2 separate regions of the Bactrocera dorsalis genome follow, and region 1 is linked to region 2. A link is a contact called in public Hi-C data. All regions are on one chromosome and are shown on one strand. Each heading gives the region's core, a stretch centred on a gene start, on an enhancer-like site or on the middle of the called end of the contact. The rest is flanking DNA. Distances are from core to core; before and after follow the strand shown. Region 1 overlaps LOC105231772 (headcase protein). Region 2 holds the start of LOC105231772 (headcase protein).

Region 1 (6,298 bases), core at 1,291-3,790, 66 kb before region 2:
ATGGCTTCCTAATAGTTGTGCTGCAGCAAGCAAATTATTTTCCAAGCATTGTATATATGTACATACATATGTGAGACATTGCCGTACTGTGCTAGTTGTTGCTATTTCCTCTTGTTGTTTCACTCATCATTTGACAATTCGTGCCGAAAAAGGCATTAACACATAAATGAGCGATTTAAAGATATATACATATGTATATGTAAATAGCATATATAGATATGTAAATAGCTATGTGTCCGTCGGTATAAAAGCCAATGTCACGTCGTCACCGTTGTCGATCCATCACCATTCATAATGTCACAAAATTTGCTACCAAAAATAACTAAATAAACAAAAGATAAAAATAAAATAAAAAAAATTCAAAGAAACAGCTAAAAATACAATAAAAAGATTAAATAAAAAAATACAAAAAAAAAATTGTATTTAAAATTAAAAAAAAAAAACTGAAATACTCAAAATATAATTCAGCTCACTGCAGCTGCGATTACGTGCTTGTGTGAAAAAAATTAAAATGAAAAATAAATAAAAAAAAAACAAGCAAATAAATACAAATCGAGGCAACAACTGTGACTGACGGCGAACTAAAATTATGCAAATTCGTAAACACGTACCCACCCAACATTTCGTTTGACTTGCAAGACCAAGCACATTAAATAACTAATCGTCAATAAATTTTCGTGTCAGCGCCGCGTTTATTTGTTTTAAATTAATTAGGGGTATTAGTGGCGGCGCATGTGGGGAATATGAAAGAGCGAAAGACCAAAAATTAACAAAACATTTTTTCGGCGAAAACCGATCCACATTGAGAATACTAGAATATATTTATATTGCATACAGTATTCACTGCAAAATTGAGTAAATTTGTGGCTCAATTAGGGGCTGAGTCAATTAAATGAATGCAGTAGCTGGTACAATTAGTGTAAACGAGATTAATGGAACATGCTGTAATCACGACATTTTTGTCGACTTTTCATACCCTGACTTGGGTGCCACGAATTTTATAAAAGACAGTGAGAAACGTTGGATATCTTATAAAGTCGTTTTAGTCTGTCTTTTTGTATATACGCGAACTAGTATCTTAATTTTTGAGATATCGTCTTGAAATTTTGCACACATTATTCTCTACCCAAAAAGCTGTTCATTTTGTTGGAATCGCCGATATCGGACCGCTATATACTATAGTGATTTGAGCTGTCACACAAATTGAACGTTCGGAGTAAAATGCTTGTATGGAAAAGTTTTTCATCTGACGAGATATCATTACGAAATTTCGCATAGAATATTATCCAATACAATGCTACAATATATGAAGACATTTTCTACATCGGACTACTATAGCATATAGCTGCCATACAAATTGGACGTTCGGAGTAAAATGCTTGTATGGAAAACTTTTTTATTTGACGAGATATCATTACGAAATTTGGTATAAATAATTGCTTAAAGCAACGGTATAACCTCCGAAGAAATTATCCCGATCGGACTACTATAGCATATAGCTGCCATACAAATTTACCGATTTAAACCTTTTTATACCCTTTTAAGCTATAAGAAATATACTCGTGAAGGGTATTATAGCTGCGATGCAGCCGAAGTTAGACTTGTTTTTTCAATTTTAAAGTGTCTTCGTTAAATTTTGCGCGATTAAACGAGATAAAATCTTCTAAATCTGATTATAACAAATTTTAAGTATGAGATTTTCTCTAAAATGAGTAATAAAATTATAATAGTATATAAAATTATAGTAAACCGGATCACTTAAACAGCTCCAGAAAAATAAATTCACATAATTTTAATTTTTCTGACGATAATTGTTGCACAATTAACCGTTGTAAATAGTTTTAAAGTATTTTGATAAAAAAAATTTCTGGATTGAAATTTGCGCAAAATAATTAAACGGATGACTGGCTCCACATCTGCAAAACGTTTTACTTACTCCATAACATTTTAGTACTATTTTAATAATTTTAGAAGAGTTTTTGCATAATTAAAATTATTAATTATTTAAAAATTTCCTAAAAAAAAATTGTGACGAATTTTGTGCGAACATTTCACATTCAAAATATTTTCAATGGATGAGCTGATTCCAAAAAGCAGCTAATTAATTTAATGACGAGTCAATTAAGTGGTTACTACTGTAAAAACGCATATTTTCTCCAATTCAAACTGCAATCCATATTGTTTAAATACTTTAATTACCGCAGCTTACAATGTTCAATTTAAAATAGAGCCACTACTGAGCATGATTTCGCTATTACCCGCCAGACATGCGTTTGTATGTAAGTGTGTTTTTACCATTTCTCTCTCTTTCTCGCTGGCAATTACATTTTGCTTCTTGACCATATGTTGCCGACCGTCTATTGCCGGCCTTTGCCGCTTGACTGACCACATACCCATACTTTCGTTTTCTATAGAGCAATTTTTATTGCGCTCTTTTTCGCCTGCTCCATTTGCGCTTTTCAAGCACCTCACTTATTTGCGCTTAACCCCAGTTGATCCCGTGGCAATTGCATTCCCGCATGTGCGCCTCCATAATGCCAGACACAAAGTACATACAAAGTGCTAGTCTGGAGCTTAGCATGGCCACACACGAACTACTGGCATGTACATAAGTATGTGTGTGTAGATATGTAGCAGTATGTGTGGCTATGAGCAATTGTTGCCCGCTGGCAATTAAGCGTATTTACAGTCTCCTTTTAATTGCGAACAAATCAAAGTCACTGCTGTCTTTTTATAATCTGCGAGAATGCTGTTAACTGCACGTCACAGACACATACATACATATGTATGTATATGTCTGTGTTTATAGCATGTATGTGTGTGTGTGTGTGGTGGCTTTGAATATCCTTGCAATTATTTTTTCAACGTCTGGCGCGCTATTTGTTGAATATAAATAACTTTTATTTAAGCACTTTTTATTTGTTTTCAACAAACTGTGTATGTCAGTTTTTTAAGGACTCTTCTGTGTAAATATTTACATGTGTGTGTGGAAAAAATGCAACAAAAATATGTGGCGACTCGCACACAAGGTTCTCTTTTTGTATAATTTGTGTCAATGTGTGGCATGCAAATACGCAAACTTTTATTTAATATTTTTTTTTTTAAGTTGCTTGTATTTTTGCGCATGTGTGCGTTGTGCTTCATACATTCATTAACTCGCCTTCATTCTGCTACTGACTCTTTGACATTGAGAACTCGTTAAAACAAACGAAAAATAAGCAGAAAATCTGTGAAATTTTTAATAAACTTCATAAATATTGATTGTATGCGAATTAACAAGTGTTTCATATGCAGCTATGTATATGTGTGTGTATATGTATGATATAAGCGATATATTGTTTTTTCGTCAATGCTGCCATATTGCTTCAGTCAAACTGCCAGCTGTTTGTTTGTTGTACATATTTACAGCTAAATAAATGGCAGAAATGAAAAATTCATCGATTTATTTTTTATACCCTCAACAGCGTATAGTAAATTGACTATGAAGTTTGTAAAACCCAGGAGGAAACGTCGAAAACCTTATAAAGTGTTTATATGTATATGTAACGAGTTAAGTGGTTTTAGGTATGTCCATCTGTCACGTCTTTTTCTCTCCAAGAGGTTACACATTTGTCGAAATTACCGATATCGAACAAGTATAGCAAAAGGCTTTCCTACAAACTGAACGATCGAATCAAGCGCTTGTATGAAAAACTTTTTAATTTGATGAGATATCTTCACGAAATTTAGCATGGATTGTTGTCCGAGGGAACGGTACAATATCGAAAGAATTTGTTCAGATCGGACAACTTTAGCATATAGCTGACATACAAACTGAACCTTAAAAATCTAGTTCTAGTAAGGAAAACTTCTTCGATTGACAAGATATCTCCACAAAATTTGGTAAGAGTCATTGCCTAAAGTAATAATACAACCTCCGAAGAAATTGTTCAGATCGAACAACTATAGCATGGCATATGGCAACTATACAAACTGACCGATCGTTCTCAAACGTTTGTATGAAAAACTTTTTAATTTGATGAGATATCATGACGAAATTTGGCATGGATTGTGATCCGAGTCAAAGGTATAATATTAGAAAAATTCGTTCAAATCGAAACACTATAGCATATAGCTGCCATACAAACTGGTCGATCAATATCAAATTGTATGGCAGCTTTTTTATTTGTGAGTGGTATTTTAATTTCAAGACAACTGAAGTTTATTTTTTTTTCTTTACCGAAAAATTTTCTGTTTGACTCAAATCAATACAGACATGCAGACGACATGAGCGGTGGTCTTTGCTGTGTTAAAATTTCATATGTATTTACAATTAAATATTTTGCGCTTAAAACAATTAACAGCCAAAGTCAGCTTGTTAAGCTGTAAGTTGTTGTTGTTGCAGCAGTAAATAACTTCAAAATTGAATGCTTTTTGGGAATTTCACACTTACCCACTGAAATATTTATATTTATATGAAAATTAGCAGGCAGTACTAGTGAACTTACCTGCAAAGAGAGAGAGAGAGAGAAGAAAATATAAGTAAAAAATCAATTAGTAATGGTCGCTAATAAAATATTTACAAATACTAAAATGCATTACAAAAACGCTAAAATATTCAGAATTTCATTTTTCCATTTGTGTGAAAATCACGTTCACTTTCGTCGCTGACTAACTCAACTGGACAGTCGTATGAGTCATTAGCGTAATTTGTAATTGTAATTGCAAATGTAATTAATGCTGCTCGGCGCTTCCAACGCCACAACAAACCTAAAATACCGCTAACATGTTTCTAAAGTTCAATAATCGTTGCACTTGTCTATGCACACACAATACATGTGCACTGCACACGCACACACATGCACTGAAGCAACAAAGTACGTGGGCATGTGGATGGCTAAGCATTACAACGGTTGTTTTAGCGGCGACGAAACCACAGCTCGGCTTGTTAATCAAATGCCACAGAGTTCCCATAATGCATTTTTTATGTTAATTTGTTGCTGTCTGTGTTCGCATTAACCGCTGCCACACGTGCAACTCAGCGCTAAAAATCAGCAACAGCAACAGTGTAGTGTTGTATCTATAGACAAATGTGTAATTTGGTTATTAATCTGCGCGCTAACTGCAAATGCTTACGGAAAACGCTGCGCAGTGATGCAATTAACTCGAATCAAAGCTGTTGAGATGAGCGATATGAGAAAGCGAAGGCAGAAAGGCGCTATCGTTTCGCCAATAACCTTGTTGCTGTCATTGTAGAGCATACAAGCTACTGGTATAAGTATGTAAACCGTTTTTTCCAGACACGAATGCGATTGTGTCGTGTCAAGAACGAAACAAAGTAGAGAAAAAAATATATTTTTTTAAGATTTCTCTCAGAATTCGATTATTTCCGAACATTTGCGACGTTGTTTTGATTAGAATATTTATTTTTGAATAAACTAAATAAATCCAACTCAGTGCGATAAATAATATAACTAAGAATTAATACAGAATTTTTCAGAAAGTATAGTATCGACAATTCTGCTAACGAAAATTAGCTATTCGGGAGCGAACGCTTGGTCTTCTACACGTATTATTGATGATTCGCTGTGATGTAAAATTCCTTTGATGCTTCGTTCTATATTTTTTCCTCTGATTTTTTTATACTTTCTTGTAAGTAGTTGTTGTTGTAATAGCATAAAATATTTATGAAATATTTACAGCATCTATTGGATATAAATTGGGATCGTTTTTGTATTGTAGATCTCATCATTTAAGAAAAATTCTTTGAGGAAACGAAAAACCTTTTAATTTTGAACGAAAGATACTCAATAAAAATTATGAGGAAATTAATTTTGAATGCTTAAGAGATCATTCCTGTTTTGTTTGAAGATCGCTTAGTGCGTTTTCTTATATTACCTTCAGATTCAAATATACTACCCATTCATATTAGGAAGCAAACGATCATTAAATGAAAGGTATTAAAGGAAAAGGATTTCTCGAAAAGTACTGAACCGATCTTTATGAAATTTTGCACAGGTCTTTAAGATACAATTCTTAAAGACTTGAAGGAAGGATTTTTTCGTCACAGTGCCTGAGTTTAAAATATTTTTTTCCAAAGGTTTCAGAATTTCTTTGTTAATAGTGTATATTTGTAACAATAAAAAATTCTAAAAAAAATATTTCATTTTTTATATGAGAAAAAATTATTGAAATTACCAGAGGAAACCCATGTAACTTCTTAAATTCAATTAAAGGCATAAATGGAGAGATATGATACGGTGCGATAAGAGAAGCATTTAATTATTGTGATGTGAGGTGATTAGGATGATGGAACTTT
Region 2 (6,514 bases), core at 2,397-4,896:
TTTTTAATAAAAAATGTGTCGTTGTCACCGGAATTAAAAAAATAATTATTTCTTTATCACCCAAATTAAAAAGAAATAAATAATTTGCAAAATATTGCTTTATTAAAGCAATACTTACGGTGTTTATATTATGTTCAGCTGTTAATAGCAATTAAATTGTGTCAGCAACACGAACAAAATGACAAAAAAAAAGTTGCTTGCGATTCTCCCAGACAAGTGAGCAGAAGTAGAGAATCAAGTATTAATGTATGCAAATTTATTCCGTTTCCGACATAAAAATTTATTAAACTTGTTTAAATTATTAACAAATTTTGATTGCATCACATTTGTATAACACCTATAGCTACATTTAATTATTCGCGGCGTACCACACAAATATTTCCATAGACAAATTTTATTTTATGAATTTATGCATATTTAAACTTACCGCACACGCTCCGAATAAAGTTCGACCTCCTTGTTCTTTTGCTGTTGCACCAAATGCGGATCGAAAACACTCAATTGTTTTAAACCATTTAATCCATTTACGGCGCCAATGCCACCTACAATTGTTGTGGCCGCAGGCTGTTGCGGCTGTGTGGCAGCCAACAGTGCAGTAGTGTTGCGTTGCATTGTGTCCACGCAACCGTTTAATGCACCATTCAAAATACTTTTTGTGAGATTATTTTGTTGCAACAAACTTTGCTGATATGGTTGCAATTGCAAATTATTTTGTTGATGTTGTTGCAACTGCTGCTGCTGCGCCTGCTGTTGATGTTGTTGATGAAGGTGTATGGGCGAAATGGAAATATCGGCGCTTGAGTGGGAGGCTGAGGGCGATGTCGAGCCACTGCCACCACCACTGGATGACAAACTGTCAGCGCGAGCACGCAAATCTAGACCCAGAATATTATTCAAAGAGGTGACAGCTTGTTGTTGCTGCTGCGATTGTTGTTGTTGCTGTAGGTTGACACTGTTATTGTTATGCAAACCTGAGCCGATAACGCCAACACTCGAGTTATTCAAAGCATTGATTTGATTATTATTGTTGTTGTTGCAAATTATTGTATTCATGGCATTATTAGCAGTAGTTGGGTTATTATTGGTTTTGGTGACATTATTGGTGGTGCATATGGCGCTGATTCCATTACTAATATTTCCGTTTCCATTCTGTTGTCCGTTAAGCATAGAAATTGTCGATTGTGCTTGCTGCGGCTGCTGATTAGAAACTTGCGTTGCTTGTTGTTGTTGTTGCAACGAATGTTGGGCTTGTGCTGTTGCTGGTGACAATTGCACTTGCTGTTGCTGCCCATTTGAAACGAGCCCATTTGAATTTACCGTTGCCAATGCTGATTTTGATCCGTTGTTACGATTGCGTTTCTTCTTCTTCTTTTTATCATCATCCTCTGCGGCATTGCTACCAATATTGTTGACATTACCACCATTGACCAAGAGCACACGCTGTTGGCCAACTCCACCATTAATAGCCGTAGTGTTACCATTTACATTACCAAACTGTCCGCCATTTAGCGTTGCACTTGATTTTTGAACCGGCGATGACCACTCGAGGTCTTTGCGTATATGACCATGTCCACATTTGCATACACACGCCTTATATACCAAATCATAACCCTTCTTTGTCCACAAGTTTTGTGAGCGTTGACGATCTGACCATGAACGTGCTCGTCCCATAGTCTTGAGGGTCACCAACACAGATTGCTCCCAAGAATCAAAGCATTCGCGATGCATATACTGTCCCATGTTACAGTTCTCATTATTGCAAAGCACACGTACAGTGTCACTTAGATCGTCCAAAGCAATAAGACAGGAACCGTCCACTTTTAAACAATCACCATTTGGATAGCAACAGCGAGTGTATTGATCATGAATATTACCGTTTACATTGCCATTCACATTATTACTGATATTATTATTATTGCTTATATTGCTGACAACATGGTGTGGGTGGTGGCCATTCTGAGTGCCGGAGGACGGACCAACAGCACCAGTGGTACCATTCAGCGTTGCATGTGTCAAATTACCCGTTTGCATGGGTGACATGTTGATGTTGTTGCCGTTGCTATTATTCAAATTATTGTTGGTGTTATGATTATCGCTGTTGCTGTTGTTAGTGATCAAGGTAGAACCGTTATTGGAATCAAGTAGATTGGCCCCGTTGTATAAGGATGTGGAGTACAAAAATGCTTGAATATGTTGCTGACTTTGTTGCGGTTGTTGCTGCTGTTGAGATTGTGGCAATTGATGTTGAACTAAAAGATTGGTGCTGCTGTTGGCGCTATTGCTGTCACGACGTGGCGCCATAAGTAGCATTTAGTAGTTGGATAGGATGCCGATGCTCAATGTTTGTAGTTTATTTTACAAAAATTTACTTTTATTAGTAGGTATTGGTTTGTTTTCACAGTTGAAATTCAATTTGGATTTTTTTAAAGGGAGACATGATTTAAAATTTTTTTTGTCACCGCTATTTTGTTCTTATTTGTTATTTTTATTGTGTGCTGAACTTTTAAAGCGAATATTTCTCTTTTTCTCTTAATTTTTTTGTCATAAATCCATTAAAGGGTTAATGCTTTTGAATGGTTAGATATTATTTTCTTGAAATTTTATTGTGTACGTTTATTTCAAATACTATTTACAAAATTACCAGTTATATTTGAAATATGCAAATATTATGGCGTTTTGTAATTTTGTTATATTTTTATACCGAAAATTTCGACTCTTCCACAAGGGGAAAATACATTTCCCTTGCAATGCACACTTTTGCTAATAAAACTTGTTTTTTTTTTTGTATCAAAAGTTATATATTATTCCTGTTATCGGTTTTATTTTTATATCAAAACATTATATTTATATTAGAAATTCATTCTTTAGTTTTAACTGTATACGATAATAAAATATCGCATTTTCATTATTAAACGTCGAAAGGATTTTTTAAATTGGTTATATACATATGTTTGTATACATTTCCATTAGTTCATAAGTATTCCGTTAATAGTTTTATTTATATCCAAGTGGATTCCTGAGTTTGGTTTCAATTATTTAAGCCTTTTATCTTCGCATAAATTTTTTTCACGAACGTCTGCTACTAGAAAGCATTATTCCAATAAGAATTGACGAGTCGATTGTAAATTCGGCAAACAAAAAAACTAATTTGCATCTTTTGACACTTCCTCTTATTCACTTTCGTTGCTCGCGCTGGGAATCACTATAATGGTTGTCGATTGTGGTTTCGCGGCTACTAAAAAGTGAATGATCAAAAAGATTTAACTATTTTCTAATTTAGTTGTTAATTGCAAAGTGCAAAAATGTCAAATCAGAACCGCAACACGGCGAACTTATTTCGTTTGTTCTTTGCGTTTCAGGCAGTATATAATATTATTCGAAATTCGAGTTAAGCAACTTAATACATTTCGCCAAAAACTAGTAATACGTATTCGTCAATTACACAAAAAGTTTTCATTAGTTCTGCTATAATTGGCAGAACTCGCGATTTTTCCGTTTACTATGCTTACTGTTTATTTTTCTAATACTTTGTAGTTTTTACTTATTTTTTCAGCTACTTCACTGCTGACACACTATGAACAACGCACTCCGCTATGATCCGTAACACAACTTGTTCAGCAGAAAGCGAAATTTAAACTATTTCCATTTGTTGGCAACTTTGTCGGCGTGAGCTCCGTTCGAACAGAAAAATTTCAAAATAAAAAACGACCAAGTTCGATGTTCGCCCCAGCAACAAGTTCGCTCAAAATCATACAACAGGAAATTATTTTAACAGTCTCTGCCCCAACTAACGGCGACGTAACAGTGAACGTCATTAACAACAGAACGTGTTTAAACACGTTGATTGTTTTCGGTGTGCCAAATGCAGAGATAAAGACAAGCAGCAGCGTTGAAAAAACCAATATGCAGGGAAATTATCTATGGGAGAGCAACAACAATACTGCGCAACTGCTTACTGCGCAGTCGCTGTTAATATTTTCTGTTACTGCGGCGCAAAGCTTCGAGCCATAGCACCAAACAAGTTCGGTTGGCTTCCAACATGTTCGTCATACTATTTTGAGTGCGGTGAAAACGAGATAACGCTATTGTGTTGCTTTTTTCGTTTACAAAATATTGCAAAAAACATAGCCGGCAAAAATTGTACAACAAAAACAACCCCTCTTTTTTATAACTTGCCGGTTCGCTGCCAGCTGCGCTGCTAAGAAGCGCATGGAATTGCAGAGAATAAAAATGTACGTTCGTGCGCTATTCCAGCGGCATGAAGCACATGATTCCAATCAGAATTTTCGCTATGGTACTCGCTGCATGCAGATTGTGATGGCTATGTTTATGCTTATGCATATGTACATACATGTTTACATAAGTGCAGATATAGATAAATATGTATTAGCTAGTAAACATAAATGTGAATGTGCATAAAGATGTGCATTGCAGCGCAGTGCTTGTGCGACGACTGCATTTTTCGCTTTTGTTTGCTGCAGCGCTGACTGGCCGAAATTGCTGAGTTGTGATATGAAAAGCGAATTGCATACATAAGAATGTGTGTATGTACATACATATGTATGTATGTATGCAAACAGTTATTTATTGCATTATAATTAGAGCTAATTTTGATTTGCTGAATAGAATTTCTAATAGGTATCCCATTATATTGCTTTATATGGATATGTACATATGTAAGTACATATATACATACATACATACATATGTACACAATTATACCATTTTTTAATAGAATACAGTAATCTAATGATTAAGCACGGCTTGTTACAGAATAGAGACAGAACTTTCATTAATTCAAGGATTCAATGACTATTTTCCACCATGTTAGAATTTTCAAAACCTGCTCGGGTTAAAAATATGTATGTTTGAGTAAAATAATGACCGGAAACATATCGAAGCAGGTCAAAGATTGATTCAGTCAAAATAATATTCAGGTTCTAAGCTGACCACCAGAGTCGGCTAGTTACAATTGCTTCATGAAGTAAATATGGTTTTAGATACTAGTCAAGGACACATTGGAAAATACCGAGGGTATTCGAAAGTAGAAGCTATAAATGGCATTGCACTAAATGTTGAGATGTTTTATTTTAGAGTATTGAACTAAAATCTAATAACTAAAACGGATCCCTCTTCAAATCACAGCAAAAGCATAACATGCCAATAAATTTTGAATTTTCTCTGTTATATTGTACACAGGGAGAGATCGGGGATAGTTCCTAGAGTTCTCAGGTTGGCTTAGTGCTCTGTAACAATGTTTTGCAGATTTTTTCTCTCTTCTTCTCCAGATCTCGGTTTTCTCTCTATTATTCTGTATATTTTATATAACAGATCAATTGAAAAGTCCCCGCCTTATCATAGTAAAAAATTATTGTTTGTCAAAATTCGTTCCCTTCGACGTTCAAGGGTAATACATTTATTACAGAGACCCTCCAATTTTTCGATGCCATTTTTGTATTACGATTTGTTCTTTGCTTTAAAACAGACCTCAGTTTTGGCGTCACTTGTTCATTTGACGAAAACTTTTCCCAGCGAGATCTTTTGAGATCTGAGAACAGAAAATGGTCGCTGGCGGCCTTCTTTGGAGAACACGGTGACGGAGAAGCAATTCAAAGGCCAGTTCATAGATTTTTGACCTGTGACACGGTGCATTGACGTGGTGAAACAACACGTTCTTTTTCTTCAAATGCGGCCATTTTTCAGCGATTTCGTCCTTCTAATGGTTCAATACCGCCTCGTAATAGTCGCTGTTGACGGCTCTTCTGTTTTTCAAGTGAAAAAATTTTCAAAATCTTTTCAAAAAATTATTTCATGCGTATCCAAAATATAGATGGCCGCAACTCTGCCAGCCGACCTGTGCAGTCTACTCGGATTACTTTCAATTGGACATCGGAGGGAAATGATGGAGTTCGGGTTTATTACGCTTGAACATCTCCAAACACTGATCCGAATCACCAACTCGTTGTTGTTGTTGTTGTTGTTGTAACGGATACTTAGTGTTCATTAGGATGGTAAGGATTAGATAAGTTGTCATCGAGGTCATCCAACGGCAGACCCAGGAAAAGTGCTGTTTCGACGGGGTTGGACCATAGGGATGGAGGTGTTAGATGTGTAGTATTAGCAGGGCATTCAAAGTGGAGTTAGTGTCATGCCGAGACTCTTTGCACGCTGGAGATATATTTGATATGTTTAACCTGGTACAGTATCCAGAACGAAGCTGCACATTCGATTCTCGCGGCAACCCGAGCTCTCCATCTGCAATGGGTGGTGGTTTCACTCCAAGTACGCCATTCACTATGAGGGAGTGGGTGAAGTTGCGATTGCCTCCACTTTGAATGCCGGTCAGTGCAGTGCATGTCTGAAGTTTGTTGCGTCGTAAGTCTGGTCGGCGTATTGTTTTACGTCGTTTACGTAGTCGAGGAAGGACCTCTCCGAGCCGTTCGATACCAAACGAGGTTTCAGACAAGGCGACTCCCTATCGTGCGATTTCTTCAATCTGCTGCTGGAGAAAATT

The links. Hi-C and Micro-C count contacts between places; a contact is called where the count stands out from the background.
Region 1: a contact with region 2 is called in a Hi-C map of whole body, with 2.6 times the contacts expected there. The contact joins the enhancer-like site here to the promoter of LOC105231772 in region 2.

The regions. Positions count from the first base shown.
Region 1 is chr2:34,398,968-34,405,265 of ASM2337382v1, reverse strand. The region is part of intron 1 of LOC105231772 (headcase protein); the gene reads right to left. Among protein-coding and RNA genes, the nearest start is that of LOC105231772, 65 kb to the right of the region's middle. Within about 2 kb of position 2,540, the one cell type or tissue checked has open chromatin away from gene starts, as enhancers often do.
Region 2 is chr2:34,333,827-34,340,340 of ASM2337382v1, reverse strand. It overlaps LOC105231772 (headcase protein), which reads right to left and starts at 3,646. Exons shown (of 6, transcript XM_011213228.4): 1 at 428-3,646. The coding sequence starts at 2,310.